Regions from separate parts of the Cricetulus griseus genome. Here region 2 is linked to region 1. The links are chromatin contacts, called in public Micro-C maps. All regions are on one chromosome and are shown on one strand. The core of a region is the stretch at or near the end of the contact, and the rest is flanking DNA. Distances in the headings are between cores, read along the strand shown.

The links. Hi-C and Micro-C count contacts between places; a contact is called where the count stands out from the background.
Region 2: a contact with region 1 is called in a Micro-C map of the CHO-K1 cell line, with 2.2 times the contacts expected there. The contact joins the enhancer-like site here to the promoter of Bnc2 in region 1. A contact is called at or near these places in 2 of 8 Hi-C or Micro-C datasets (both in the CHO-K1 cell line).

What each region holds. Positions count from the first base shown.
Region 1 is chr2:63,177,315-63,184,658 of CriGri-PICRH-1.0, reverse strand. Bnc2 (zinc finger protein basonuclin-2) reads right to left here and starts at 3,321. Exons shown (of 9, transcript XM_035439817.1): 1 at 3,185-3,321. The coding sequence starts at 3,187.
Region 2 is chr2:63,210,828-63,218,171 of CriGri-PICRH-1.0, reverse strand. The region is part of intron 1 of Bnc2 (zinc finger protein basonuclin-2); the gene reads right to left. Among named protein-coding and RNA genes, the nearest start is that of Bnc2, 33 kb to the right of the region's middle. Within about 2 kb of position 2,716, at least 3 of the 6 cell types and tissues checked have open chromatin away from gene starts, as enhancers often do. A contact at or near this core is called in the CHO-K1 cell line, where this site is marked.

The DNA.
Region 1 (7,344 bases), core at 2,072-4,571:
CAATGCTGGTAATGACTTTTTTATTGTTTAATCTTTTCAGCAATTCAGTATTGAATATTTGGAGGTTGTAGTTATTTAGAAGACTATAAATAATATAGTTGAAGTATGCCATTGATGTTTTGCTCATCTTACAATAGCCATAAAAGCCACTATTCCACTGGCAGATCACTCCAAACGAGTGAATATGAGCATTGCTAAATCAAACTCTTCATGCTTTCTAAAGCTATCTTTCAAACATTTGCAGAATATTTAAAATAGCACTGAAGCTAAACTCTAAATTTAAAGTAAGGGAAACAGCTAGTTTCAAGTCATCACCTACTTTGGACTCCCTTAATATAGGAAATATTCCCAGCAACAACAAAAAGAATAGCTCCCTCTTCTCTCTCACCCCCACCCTCCTTTTTTTTTGTGCCAGTGTCCAATTTCTTCTTTTCTCAACAGCTGTATTATCCAACTTAAGTTGCTCTGCTAATTTCAGTCCCTCAAGGACTAACTTGGAAGGCAAAAAAATACAAGAAAAGATCAATTTGCTGGGAAAGATCAAATGAGAAAACTGTGGGGACAGCACCAGGTCAGCGTGTGGAGAACTAAGCAGACCTGTTCTTCATTAACTGCAGCTCTCTGGGGATGTCACACACTACCTGTCCGTGGGCTTTATTGAACCGCCTAACCCGCCTCTCTGTTCCATTCTTCTGGGCCCAAGTGAATCATATCCTGCTGCTGACAAGTTAGCAGGGGACTGCGGCTGCAACATGAAAGTACTTTTCTTTCTTGTCTAAATCAGGCAGATTTTTGAAAAGACGACACAGCATTGACTCGTGACATGGCAAGATGAAACGAGAGGTCTGGGCCGGTCTTGGAGCTTCACAGATAAAAGTAATCAAATGACACTCCTGGAATGCAAATTGGCATTCTTGACTGCAGCAATTGCACAACCATGAAACATCCCTGACAGCAAGCAAGATTAGGACAAAATGTTATGTAAAGCACTGAACTCAAAAACTCTCACTTGAAAATTCAAACTGTAACACTTACATTTTAATACAGCAACAGTCAGCTCTGCTTTTGTCTGCTTCTTTTTGTAATCACATAGCCCTGCCTGACAGATAACTTACACCTCAGGTAGAGGGAAGAAAAAAATCAGGTATTAGCAATGCACTACCGCTATTAATATTTATGCAATATTTATTTTAAAAATCCCACAAGGTTGATTTTTACCCAAAGTTTTACATGCAAACACAACCCAACAATATTGTCACTGGATTGGGGGGGGGGTGCATTTCAGACATGCTGGGGAAGATCCTCTAGACAAATTTCAGATTTAAGTTTCCTAGTCCTTCCCTCGGATAAACTGCCTAGTCCTGCTTTTTGGTAAAGTGATCGGCAATCTGGATGTTAAATACACTGCTCCCCGGGAACAGAAAGAGTGCCTACAATACAGAACTTCATTAAGACTGAACAAGTTTAAATGAATCGGCTGCACATATGATCTAAGACACAGAGCCTTTAAGGGTTCACAAGGGATTCTCAGGCGCCTGATTCCAAAGGGTGAAAGGACGTCCCATCAAACTTGTACAAGGCTCAGTACTAGAGGGCATCTTCAGAGCAACAACACTTAGTGCCAGAAACAAATTCTTCCACTTAGGGCATGCATGTCTATACACAAAAACATGGAAAAGTGCAGAATACAAAACAGTGGAAGACAAATGGACTCAGCTACCACGAAAAATGACTGTGATAGGGGAATAGATCTGTAGACAAATAGAAATACTGGCCAGAGGAAGAAAAACACGCACAGCTGGCTTTTATGCTGTCCTTGTGTAAAATGCCCTAACAAGAAAGTCTCTAGCCCTAAACAGATATATTTCTCATTTTGTTTTGATGCCTCACTTAAACACAGGCTCCAACAACTACAACTGCCCACGAAGTACATAAAAAAAAATAATAAAATAGGCCACTTTCTGCCACTTTAATCCTGGGTACACAGGATTATTTTATGATGTCTTTTGTACATCAGTTTTACAACAGCTTGACTCTAGGGTAAATGGGAAGCATCATAAATCGCATTCTGCTTTCAAAACCTCTTTAATTTCTGTCAGCATTACTGTAACCGCAGTCATGGGTGCATTTTGTATGTGTGCATTTGACAGTACCTTCTCCTACATTCCAGTTGTGACTTTGATCTCTGAAACAAGAGATGTCACATCAGGGGGAAGGGTAGGGGGAAAAATGTCAACCTGCTATCACCCCGTTTCTTATACATCCCACCTACATAGGGCCCACTGCATATCAGAGCCCCCAAGTGGGGGTAACAACAGCGACACTGGGTGGTAGGGAACTCCAAGGAAAGGAGTGGGTAAGCCCCATTTCTAACAAATGACCTCCCGAAAGCGGACATCATGGACATCATGGCTCATCACCGGGTGAACTAATTGCCTGCTTCCCTCGATGCAGAGAAGTGGTCCCTTCGAGGGGCTGTGCTGGAGTCCCAGTGCGCCATCTCTTTTCCTCCACCATTTGCACCTACAAGTTTTTTGAAATCTTCGCCTCGCCCCAAGGGAGATAGTTTTGTCTTGAGCCCCCCTCCCACATTAAAAAAAATCGTGTCCCCCTTTCACGCCTCAGATGCCACGGTCCAGTCGGTGTGTAAGTGCAGTGGGCCGGCTGCTTCAGAACCGCACTTTGGGAAAGCACACACGTGTCTGTCTAGCGGGATTTGACTGGCGGCGTCCGCGTCCTCGGCAGCCGCTCCCGCGGACATCGCTGCGGTACCCACGCGGGCCGCGCCCCGGGCACCCACGCCCAGCCGCAGCTCGGGCTCTGCCCACGCCGGCCAAGTTGGGAAAGTTGTCGCGGCTGCCCGCCGCTCCGTGCATCCCGCGTCCCCTCGTCCCGCGCCCTCCCCGAGGGCTCCCAATCCCCAGAGCCCGCGACAGCCGGCCGCTCACCTAAGGCGCGGGGAGCCCTAGCCCGCCAGCCCTCCCACCCTCCCGCAGCCGCCTCGCGAACTTGGGGCCAAGTTGGGGTGTGGGGGTGGATTTCGGGAGCGTCGCCGGCTGCCCGCCTCCTCGCGCCGCGGCGCTAGAGGAGAGCGCGGCCCGCCGCGGCCCCGGGGCGTCCCGCCCGGGTCTGTCCCTACCAAGTGCAGACGCAAGCGGGCGGAGAGGAGGTGGAAACTTCTTACCATCTCGGCATGCTGGTTGTCAAGTGCAGCCCCCGCCTCTTGGTCTCCTCTTAGCGGCCGCGCCTGGACCAGCCCCTCGGCCGCCTCAGCTCGCCGCTCGCTCGGCCTGCTCCCTCCCCCGCCCGGTCGCTCCGGGCCGCGCTCGCCGCCCGCGCCACTCCCCGCCCGCCCGCCGCCCGCCCGCCCGCGCGCGCCCTCGCTGCGGCCCCTCGGCGCTCAGGTGACTGATTTACACCCGCGCCCAGGGTCGCGCTCGCTCCCCCGAGCCGGCGCTCCGAGTTGCCCCGCTCCTCCCCGGGCCGGAGGAGAAAAGAAAAAACGGGAACGGACTGTCCGGGAGGGGGGCTGCCGCTGGCGAGGCGGGGTGGGGGTGCGCGCGGCGGCGCTGGGGGGACCGACCGGCGACCACGCCAGCACAAGTTTCTGCTCTCCGCACAACTGTCCAGACTACAGTGTTTGCCGCCAGTTTTGTTTGTCGTCCTCGCGCTTTCTAGGGGCTTCTTAGAAGATGTGTATTCCTCACCCCCACCCCCACCTCGCTACCCCCCCTTCCGTGGATGGAAAAACAACTTTGGCGCCCCCCGGGGGGTGCGGGCGTGGAAGTGGAGGTGGCCGCCAGCGCCCAGCTGTCAACAAGGAAAAAAAAAAAAAAAAAACAAACGCGAGTAGCGGGGAGGGGAGAGGGAAGGCTGCGAGACGCCGAGCCGAGGGCGCGAACTTTATTCCGACTGCGGCGCAGCGCCTCGGCTCCGGGCTGTTCGGGTTCTCGGTCCGCTCGGCCCAGCTCCGTCAGCCCCGCACAGCGCCAGGGCGGAAGCCCGGGGACCCAGACTGAGGACCGCGAAGCGCGGACTCCCGGCAGAAAGTTGCGCACAGCTGGGGGCAAAAAGTTTCTGAGAGCCGCGTGTTTGGTGCCGGCCCAGACGGCGGCTTGCGGCCAGGGCTTCCTTCCCCTTTCCTAGGTCTGGGCCTGGAACTGCAGCGGGGCGGGGGAGAGGAAGGAGACTGCCACTCGAGCGGGCGCCCGCGGCGGCGGACACCAGTCACACGTGGGGTGACACTCAGCTGAACCAAAATGCCCTGTCCGGAGACAGGGACACAGGAGGCAGGCTTGGTGCGCACCCGCCAGCAGCTGAAGGGTATCTCTTAAATGGAAGCAAAACCCAGATCGGGGTGGGGGAGGAGGCCTTACTCATCCTCATCTTTCTAATGTACACTGGGTGCCAAAACCATCTCTGCCTTGTGCAGATTTATCATCGCTAGAGCAAACTTTTTGCTTATCTGTCTCGGGAGGAAGGCACGGGATTCTAGCATAGTCTCTGAGCTCTAACAGATCAGAGAATCCGTGAAGATTTGGTTGGCTGAACAACAGGATTGATTACTGTTTCTTCCTGAAAAGAGAGAGAGAGAAAAAAAAAAAAAAGCTTCCCTCAGTCCTTTCTCTCTTCCCCAAGCAGAGGGAGAGACTGCATAATTTCATTCAGGGGTCAGAAATAAATTCCTTCGAAAATATGTAGCCTTGGAATTAAGGAGGTTTTTTTTTTTCCTATACAGTCATAAGTTTAATGTACATTTTCACAATAGTTAAGCTTTTTTTTTTTTCAGGATCCATGCCTGACTAGATCCCAAGTAGCAACAGCTGGCCTGAGAATGTAAGTTAGCTTATTCATATAGTGGATCCAATTTGCTTGCTTCCTTCTTTCCTTTCTTTCTTTCTCTCTTTCTTTCTTCCATCTTTCCTCCCTTCTTTCCTTTCTTTTTTCTACAGCAGGGCCGCCAGCACCTGCAGTTCCATTACTGGTTGGGTCCAATTCCTGACTCCTTCTAGGCCCCTGCAAAGTAGAGTTCTAGTCTCTTCAGAATTTGTGAATGCTATGTATCATTTTGGTGTGGAACAATTTGTGTGGTAAATATTTCTCATGTTATAGTAAATACTGTAGTGTTTTGGGCATGTGATTCATCTCTAATTTCCCAACGAGTGACAGTTACTTTTCTCACTGGTATAAATTACAGGTTCGGTATCTAACCCTTATCCACATATGTTTAAATACATGTTATCAAGGAGGCTCATCTCTAAATGACTTGATTAAGGTGTGGAGCTTATTCCCTAAACGTAACTGTAGCATCATTGTGTAGTTTGCAGAAACTGATTACACAAGGGATAATGATGACCAAATGTTCATTCTGAGCAACTGAGGAGCATCCCAAGAATTTTCCAGAAACAAGCCAAGTTCTGGTGCATTTTCCTGCATCGTGAAAAGATGAGGAAAAACTAGCTGCTAATTTTGAAGTGATTACCCACACAAACCCATTCACACATACCGCTTTGGAGAAGTAATAGTCCAGCCATTGCCAAACAACTGTACTCACACAGTGTTTCTGACTGCACACCTATACTTGTAGACTATTTTTCTACATCAAGCAACATGTAATTTATATTCTTCTGATTGGTTCCACATTGTCTGTTCTTGATGTTAGCTGCCAGTCAATATATCTGAGGTAAGATGTGTCTATTGAACTACCCCCCCCTCTTTTGAGCAGTCATTACAAAGTGGAGAATTGGTTGGACTGAAGAGCAGCCTTTAAGAAGGTGGCAGAATTGATGGAAAGATGCCATAGTCTCCTCCAGTAAGTTTGTGTGGCCATTGGTACAAGGCTTAGGACCCCTGTATCCTGCAAGACCCTAACCTATCTGACTCGGCTGCTTCATTGCATTTGCCCATTCTTCTTTTGGACTCTACTCAAATCTTGAGGCCTTTCTCTCTGTCCCTCTAACTTGCCAACCTGCTTTCTGGGCTTGGACTTTGGTGGCTCTTCTCTTTGAAGTCTCAATCTGTCCAGTTTCACTTCTGAAGAGTCAAAGCTTTTTATCCACTATCCAAAATACTCACCTTTTCTACCTGTACCTTTTTCTTTGTGTGCCTGTAATCATAGAAGTTGGATTTTCAGTCTGTATGCTATTACTTTTCTTCAATTGAAGTAAAAGCTTATTCAGGGCAAGGGAGGCTCGAGGTATGTCAGAATTATTGTACTGTATTGCACTGATTACCATTTTGCCAAACAAGTTTGCTATAGGAATATGGGGGAAGAGTCCATTCTTTGAGAGGGGATAGGACACACTATTTCACCCTTCACCAGGAATTCCAAAAGTATATTCTGGGCATACTCAACAGTTCCCAAGATCCTCCTAAAAGAGCCATGAGGTCAAAACTATTTTAATTTCATTATAAGTTGTTTACCTTCCCTTTTCCCCCTGTGCATTTTTGAAAGCTAGTGTGATATGCAGTATCACAACAGGCAGGCAGGAGAATCCACCTGTCTGTCAGTCCATCAGCTGTTACAGGAGACATGCCACAGGAATGTAAGTCAGTGCCTTTCATTTCTCTCCCTAAATTGTGGGATTGTTCCAGACTCTTTTTTTTTTTTAATGTGGATTTGTTTGTTCCTTCTGCTGCTATAAAAATTACAAAAAATCAAATTAAACCACACATTTACAATAATTCTGGGTGTCTGATGGAAAATATATCAAAAATAAATGTTTCAGAAACTAAAATCAAGGTACTTGTGTTCCCTTCTGGGGCCTTTGGGAGAATCTATTCTTTCCTTTTACACCTTTGAGAGGCTTCTCCTTGGCTTAGAGCCCCCTTTCCATTGAGGCTGCGCTGACACTATACATCTTCCTTACTCTGCTTGCTGCCAGCCGATTGTAACTATCCTGTGATTACTTTGGGATATTGAGATAACCCAGGATAATCTATCTATGTCAAGATCCCTAACTTAAGTATATAGGCCATCATTATTAGGAGTTATTAATTCTTCTCCCTATAGAATAATAACAGCAATTGATGTTAGTATTACTTTAAACAAATTGATAACTTTTTAAACTGTCAGAACTTAAATTTCTAATAAATACTAATAGCTGTTGCGCACATCAATAAAAGCAGTTTTCAGTCTTCCAAAAGTCTTGAAGAAAGTTCAAAAAAAGTTTAGGGGTTATAAAACTGAACAGTTTGACAATACCTGGCCCACACCATTATGATTCAGGTTAAATTAGTTATTTTATACCAGTGATAATGGCTCTTTCCCTCTGCTGTGACAGCCTTGAAGTTGAACATCTTACTTAGTTCTAGCATGAGGAAAGGTCACTGAAGATGTCATGT
Region 2 (7,344 bases), core at 1,467-3,966, 34 kb before region 1:
TACCCCCATAACCCAAGACTTGCTGTCCTGTGATGGATAGGACCTGCCTTTTAGAACCACCAAGCCTGTGCAACATAGCTCTGCTCTAAGTGACTAGAAGGTTTTAAAAGCATCTTCAGCTGTCAGACTGTAACAGAAACAACAAAAATGTCATCCTTAACACAAACATTTCACAACTGAGAAAATCCTGGAAGTTGAGATTATCACTGCCATACTGAATCCACTATTTATTTAGCTATCACACGTAGGCAAACTATTCTGGCACACTGACTGCTTGACTGAATTAAGCTGGTTGCCAAATTCAAGGGAACCAAAGAATAAATGTAAAAGAAAGTTTAAAACGTGAGGGGATATATATATATATATATATATATATATATATATATATATTGTGTGTGTGTGTGTGTGTGTGTGTGTGTGTGTGTGTGTGTGTGTGTGTACACACACACACATACACACACACACACGCACCTTGGCTTTTAAATTTTGGCAGAAATCACTGAAATAAGAGTAAAAAGTATCCTTTTTGGTAGGCATGGATATTTCACCATGGCAAATCAAGTAACCCATGGGAACAATATCTCTGTATTGAATGAAGTCTTTAAAAGAAACAGGACAACAAACAAGGTAAAGCACAGTGTAAAGAGGGCTGGAAGGATCGCAGGATGAATACACTGAGCTACCTAAATTGTGAAATCAACTAGAATCTTATGTATACAATACAGATGTCACTGTGATAAAAAGATAAGCTAGCTTCCTCACCTGATGCAGAGAAACCAAAGGTTCATGTAAGTGACTTCCTTTGGCTTATTCTAGTTCCCAGATAACTACCACTAAGTGTTATGATTTTAGTAACACCACCAATTAGAGATAGCTACCATAGCACTGACTATAACACTTAAACTGCATCAAGCTCAGTTGCTGCAAAGTTAATCTGGAGAGGGTAACATTTTATAATCACTCTCAGGATTCTTACTTGAGTTCAATCCTGCATGATAGGCAGATAATTGAAGCACTGAAAGGTACCACAGTTAATAATGTGTGACTAGCAGAAACACACGAAGCGACAAGTAGGTCTCTGTGAATTAAATTCACATCTAATTATGTGACCTTTAGTGTCCTCTTACCCTTCCTGAGAGCAGCCTAGTGACCAGCCTCAGCAGGACCCATGTAATAGGAATTTGTTGGGGGTGGGAGAAAGGGGAACATTAAACAGATGAATTAAGAGTGAAGAATCCAAAAAATAAAAGAGTGAAGAATCCTGAAAGAGTCCAGCTCTAATATTCTTACTTGCTTCCCATTGTCATATTTTCAGAATTCAGAGAACTCAGTCAACACACATGCATTTCAACCATAAGGAAATTATAAGTATTGTTGCTCACATGACTCCAATGCCCGGGGACTAACCTAAAATGGGCTGTACATAAGAAAGCCAGGAATGTCAATAAAGGAACAAGGAAAGCAAGAGGTAACAGTGGGCTCAAGTGTATAGAAGAGAACTCTGGTAGCTGGAAGTGTGAAATCCAGGTAATGGCCTCTACTTCCAAAGATTCTATAAAGAGTACAGGAATACTCACTGCTCAGAAAGCTCCCAGGATCCATCTGTCCATCTGCCTACTGCAGATTCAAACGAGAACCTCAGCATGTGTTTCAAGCACATTACTCCTGAGCCATCTCCCCAACCCCCTGAATCCATATTCAAAAGCTACTTAATCAAAAATATTTATTAAGGCATGTCTATTCTCTTCATTTAACAATCAAAGATGTCAGTGTTTTGTAGCATTGTATATCCATCATAAACTACAAGCAGTTTATTTATACTTCATAATACAAATGATCTCAAGTCTAAATTCCAATGTCTACAATGTGTCTATGCCATAAGTTGTCAGAAACCTAGAAGAAATATAAAAATTAAGCCTCAGATGAAAAAAAACTGAGTTAAAACCAGAAGTGTTACTTAAACTGTGATAAGAACTGGAGTTGCTTAACCAAACCTTTTAATAATACATTCTATAACTGTACTCAACAAAACGCTGAAACAAATAAATCTGTAGCTAATCCAGTGAGAAATATTGATCACATTTTATAGGAAACCCCCAATAAACAACATATCCTATTTATCTGAACTTCTAGGAACCAATTCACATTGGGTAGAAAACCTTAACTGAAAAAACTTAGTCTTGAGCAAGGCAAATCTGCCCTTTCAGTGGCAGGCACAGAAAAAGAACACTGTCTCTTTAAGTTGAAGGACCTGCTATAATTAGGTAGTACTAAGCCAAGAAAAAGTTCTGAAGTTTAACTCTCAGGAGCAAACGTTTTCTACTTGTGAAGAAAACTCTGTTGAAAGACAGAAGACTACATCCCACCAGTAAAAACAGAACAGTTTTCAGTCAGTGACAGCTTTGCCTACAGAGAGAGAGAAAAAAAAAAGTGTCATAGACTCACTTTATTAAACCATATGCTCATTGCCCTGTGAAGAAAGCAGGGTCACTAATTAGTTCATTCTGTGAAAGAAGCCCTTCCTGATCCCGTTGACTTTTGTCCCCCTGGTTAGCTCCAGCTATTTCTGTCATGCAACTTGAAAATCACTGGAGGGAGGAAGATCGCCATAACAACCGCTGAAATGATCTTGTGGAATGTGTCTAGTGGCACTGGAGTAACCTGAATATGTGCTCCAGATGTGTCGGCTGTCAGGGAGAAAGTAAACACATCTGATGGACAGCGTATGACTAGATGGCCTCGAAGCGACTCTAGAGGCTGGGGGAGGGGCTGTGGTTCGAGGGGAGGTAGGGAGAGGCAGTGAGTCCCCAGCTGCAAGGGACTGGGGACCCACCAGGCCTGAAGGACTGAGTGCAAGGGTTCCTCCCCAGCACCTCCTGAGTGGCCTCTGCGAATTTCCGTCTGGCGTGGACTTGTGAGCATTTGGGAGCAAACTAAAACATGAATGCAGAGAGGAAGGGGGACAGGAGAGGAGACCGACAGGCTCAGACCAACGAACGCGTTCTGTCTGAAATATTAATGGCAACATGTTTCTGAAGCATTCTATCTTGGGGGTGGGGAGCTGTCTCCTGGCCACTGCCCTCCCTCGATCAAGTGAATAGTTTTGTTTCTTTGCCCTGATTGTGTAGCTAAGCACCCTTTTATTAGGTGACTGAGTGGCCACATTCCTGATCTCAAATGTTCTTTTTTTTTTTTTTTTTTGATGGTGGTGTGTGGTTCCATAGAGTTTCACAAATTGGGCAAGCGGTTTGATTCCTTAACTCAAAACACTTTTAAAAAATATTTTCTAATAGAATACATAGAAATGGCTAGAAAACTACATGGGCCAAAAATCCATTTTCACCTTAGTTCCTGTTCTATGGTGTAACTACAAGAACAATTTAGATCTGTGCCCACTGTTAAAAGTTTACAAGTAAAACAAAAATTGTGTAAACATCTAGCACATAGTAGGTGTTTACTAAGCACTCTCTGAGACAAATTAATTTTTAATGTACAAAATTCAAAATGTACTTAGGTTCTACATATAAACAGTAGCAGGGATTATTTATTTTTAAAAATAAGTAACCAAGTTTAAAAATACTGAAGAAAAATAAATGGGTAGCTTATTTCCCCAGAGGAACAAGAAACACCTCACTAAAGAAAATAGGAAACAATCACATCCTCCATCTGGCTCACAAACCACCTACCTGTGCCTAAATATGTATAAAATACCCACACAGCCTCCCCACGAAGGCTTGCAGCTGTGACAAGACTCCAGAAGTCTGTGTGGGAATTTGGACTATTTCAAAGGCTTTTCAATCACTGTAGTCCAGATTTTCTTTCAGATCCTGCAGTTTTATTTCAATAAAAACTGTAATGGTTTCCTAACATGGTTTAGACAAAGAACATAACTGCTCTGGAATATAATTATCTCTATAATACACACAGTTATGATATACAACTATTTATTTAATGTTTAAAGTTTAATTGCTTAAGCTTAACATTCATGAGGGCCAGTGTCACCTAGCCAGAGGCAGGCAGCCTTCACCTGGTCCTCTCATTCCAGGTGACTGCCAACTTAACAATCTCCTTTCCATGTTTAAATGTCTAAGTACATGTTTCTTCTCTGATGAAACCTATTTGGTAATTCAGATCTGAAAGTCCATGGGGGAGGGGGATTATTTTTTTGAGAGCAGTAAATGAGACAAATCTTCAACTCACTTCTTACTATGGTATTCACAATTGTCACCTGGCAGAGCAAGAATGCTGAGGATGTTTGGGGGCTGAAAAACTTTACATGAAGACCTAGGTAAAAGAACAGCAAAATTGAATGTCATTGCTTCGGCCTTCTAGAAATTGGCCACACTGGCAGCTGGCAGAATGAAGCCAGTAAGAGACTCATGGTCATGGAAAATGATTCCCCCTCCAAAGGACAATGTTGTTAGTTCCTTGTAAAAGAAACTGACATCCTAAAAAAATCATTGCCCAAGTACAATTCATAAACACTTGTTGGCAACCTGTAAAAATCAGAAATCATACATATGGATATTTGCAATCTGCAGATTACACTTTATTATTATTATAGTCTAATCTAGCCACCTATCTACACCAAATGTAATAACTTCATAAAGGGCTGTCAAATTTTTCAAAAAAGCCAAATATTTAAAAGCCTTTATAAGCCAAAATTACAAATGGGCCCATTTGTAAAATAAAGTGCCAAATGTCTAAAAGGTGGATCCACTTCCGTGACCATTTTTGTTTCCCTTGATCGTATTATTTAACCAGCAAGGAATAAGCTTTGTATGTTCAAAGGGCTGGAAAGTGTCATACTCACTTCTGTAGCATTTCTTAAATTGAACTTGTATTTTTTTTAAGAAAATGGTATTATGATTTGAATGTGAAATGCCCTTCATGGCTTATGTATTTTAACACTTGATCCCTGGCTGGTCTTGCTGTTTTGGGGGTTGGGGCCTAACAGGTAAAGTGGGTCACTGGGGTGGGGGATGAGGATAATAACATAAACCACAAACCAGTTTCCAATCATACTTTCTGTTTTCCCAAAAGCTGTGAACAAGCCCCAGTCACGAGCTATTGTGGTCGTGGGTGCAGCTATTCTATACCATACCATTCCCACCATGATGGGGTAGTAAACCATGAGCCAAAATAAATATTCCTTTTATATTGTTTCTGTCATGTCTGATGCCACAACAATGAAAAAGAGATGGTCAGTAAATCACTGGACCTTTTTATTTACTTATTTTCATTATTTTTAATATTACGGAGGTGTGTGTGTGTCTGCAGGTGGCTATGTGCATAATATTACTTACTGGAGGAAGCCAGACGCATGGGATCCCCTGGAGCTGGAGTTACTGATAGGTGCAAGCCACTTGATATGTGTGTGTGTGTTGGGGGGCAGGGATCAGTTGGCTCACAATTGCTAGTAACTCTAGCTGCTTGAATCCAATACCATCTTCACACACATGTGCACATTCTCACACACAGACACACATATATACATAATTAAAAATTAAATAAATACTTTTTTTAAAGCTCTAAGAAACTAAGACTGTGTAGCAGCAATTCCTTTACTAGTTTCTATGGCATTACAGACCAGCAAATAACTATGAGTAAGTTAAGGAAGGCCAGGAATGTTGAATAATGTGGGCATTAAAATCCTAATCTAACCTAACCTTCCCTCTCCTCCCCTCCCCTTTCTTCCCATCCCTAGGCTCTTACTATGAAGGCCTGGCCTAGAACTCACTATATAAACCCTGCTGGCCTGGTTCTTTAGGGTCACCACCATGTGTCATGCTATCAAGGGAAAAGAAACCATGAAGACAGTAAAGAATTCCAGAGAAAAGCAGAAGTTTGTAAAATGGAACATGGAGAGCACAGCATCTTCTGCCCAATTTCAGAGATAGAAAGAATCCCTTGTCAAGAAGATAGCTTTGGGCTGGGGAGCAACAGAAGTCAATAGTGACAGGTGACACTGCTTAGCAAGAATGGCCCCTTAGATTTTCAGATCCATAATAAATAAATAACTAGCTTTAAATTTGGGTCTGGCTATGAATATATTGTCAATTTACATAAAAATCCATGAAGCCCTCCATCCCACTCATAGACTTGACTTTAAGTGAGTCAATGAATCCTATCCCAAACTTTTCACCAAAGACTCTCTCAAGGGACCTTTGGAAGTCTTAAGACAAAGCATAGCAACACTAATTTCTAAGAAAAATAATTTCAATAATTCCTAAGTACTTTCCATATAGCATTTAAATGGATGAAATAAGTAGAAGCAGCTGAACAAAGTTTGAGACCTTTAGTCCAAATTACTTCTACCCACACACAAGGAATCAGGCTTGTGGAATGGTCATTCATTTGCCCAACACTGCCCCACTCTGTATCTGGAGAAGACAAGACAAATGTACAATTCCACACTTCCTTTGCTCTACTGCCAACTTCTCTCCCTGTCTTCAAATGACACTGGCCAATCCCTCATGCAGTAAATCCTTCTCTCAGATGCCCTCTGCCTAAGTGTGAATGTCAAGATTTACAACAAAATCCAAACACCTTCTTGTGGACTATTTCAACCTTCTGTTCCTATAAGCATTTTACCAAGAGTATTAAAATACAAGGCAATCACTTACTTGGAGTTTAAACTATACTCTTTCCCCTCATCTCCTGGAGCATGTGCTTTTGATAGCACTGAAATGCCAAGAGGTATGGGGAGGGCTAGACTGAGAAGCTGACCACACTGGAGTCATTGGCTTCAGAGCAGTAAGGGTTGACTATATTCCTTTATTGTTCCTTTATCCTTAATTCAGCATGTACTAAGAACATTTTTCTCCTCTGTGTTTTCAATGTCATTGTCTTTGCAGGATCATCACAGATTCCTGACATGCTAGAAAATACTAAGATGCTTGGCTTCCTGCACATGAAACAAGTGATGCCCCTGGGTCCAAAAGGACCACTTCAGATGGACTGACACATGTTCGTTAAAATGAAAAAGAAATGGTCTGAGTCCAAATTGTGCTTAAAACCTAGACTGACTGTGGTCTCTAACAACTCCCCATCCAGGGCCAGACCCCAGTTTACTCACCAGTCATACCTGGAGTTACTCTCTGCATTACCTGTAATACTCATGTCCACACAAGTGCATGCTCTCCTCATGAGGTGACTTCATTTCTCTTTATCCTTTTGATCTCAGCTAAAAGGACCTTCAAAGATGTCATCCCTGATCATTTGGTGGTCCCTTCCTAGTACTGGGGGATTTTGAGAAATCCCAAAGCAGAAATAATAGCAACAACAATAATTATTCTGATATTGTTAGTATTTAATTTTTACTCTGAGACTACGCTGATAAAG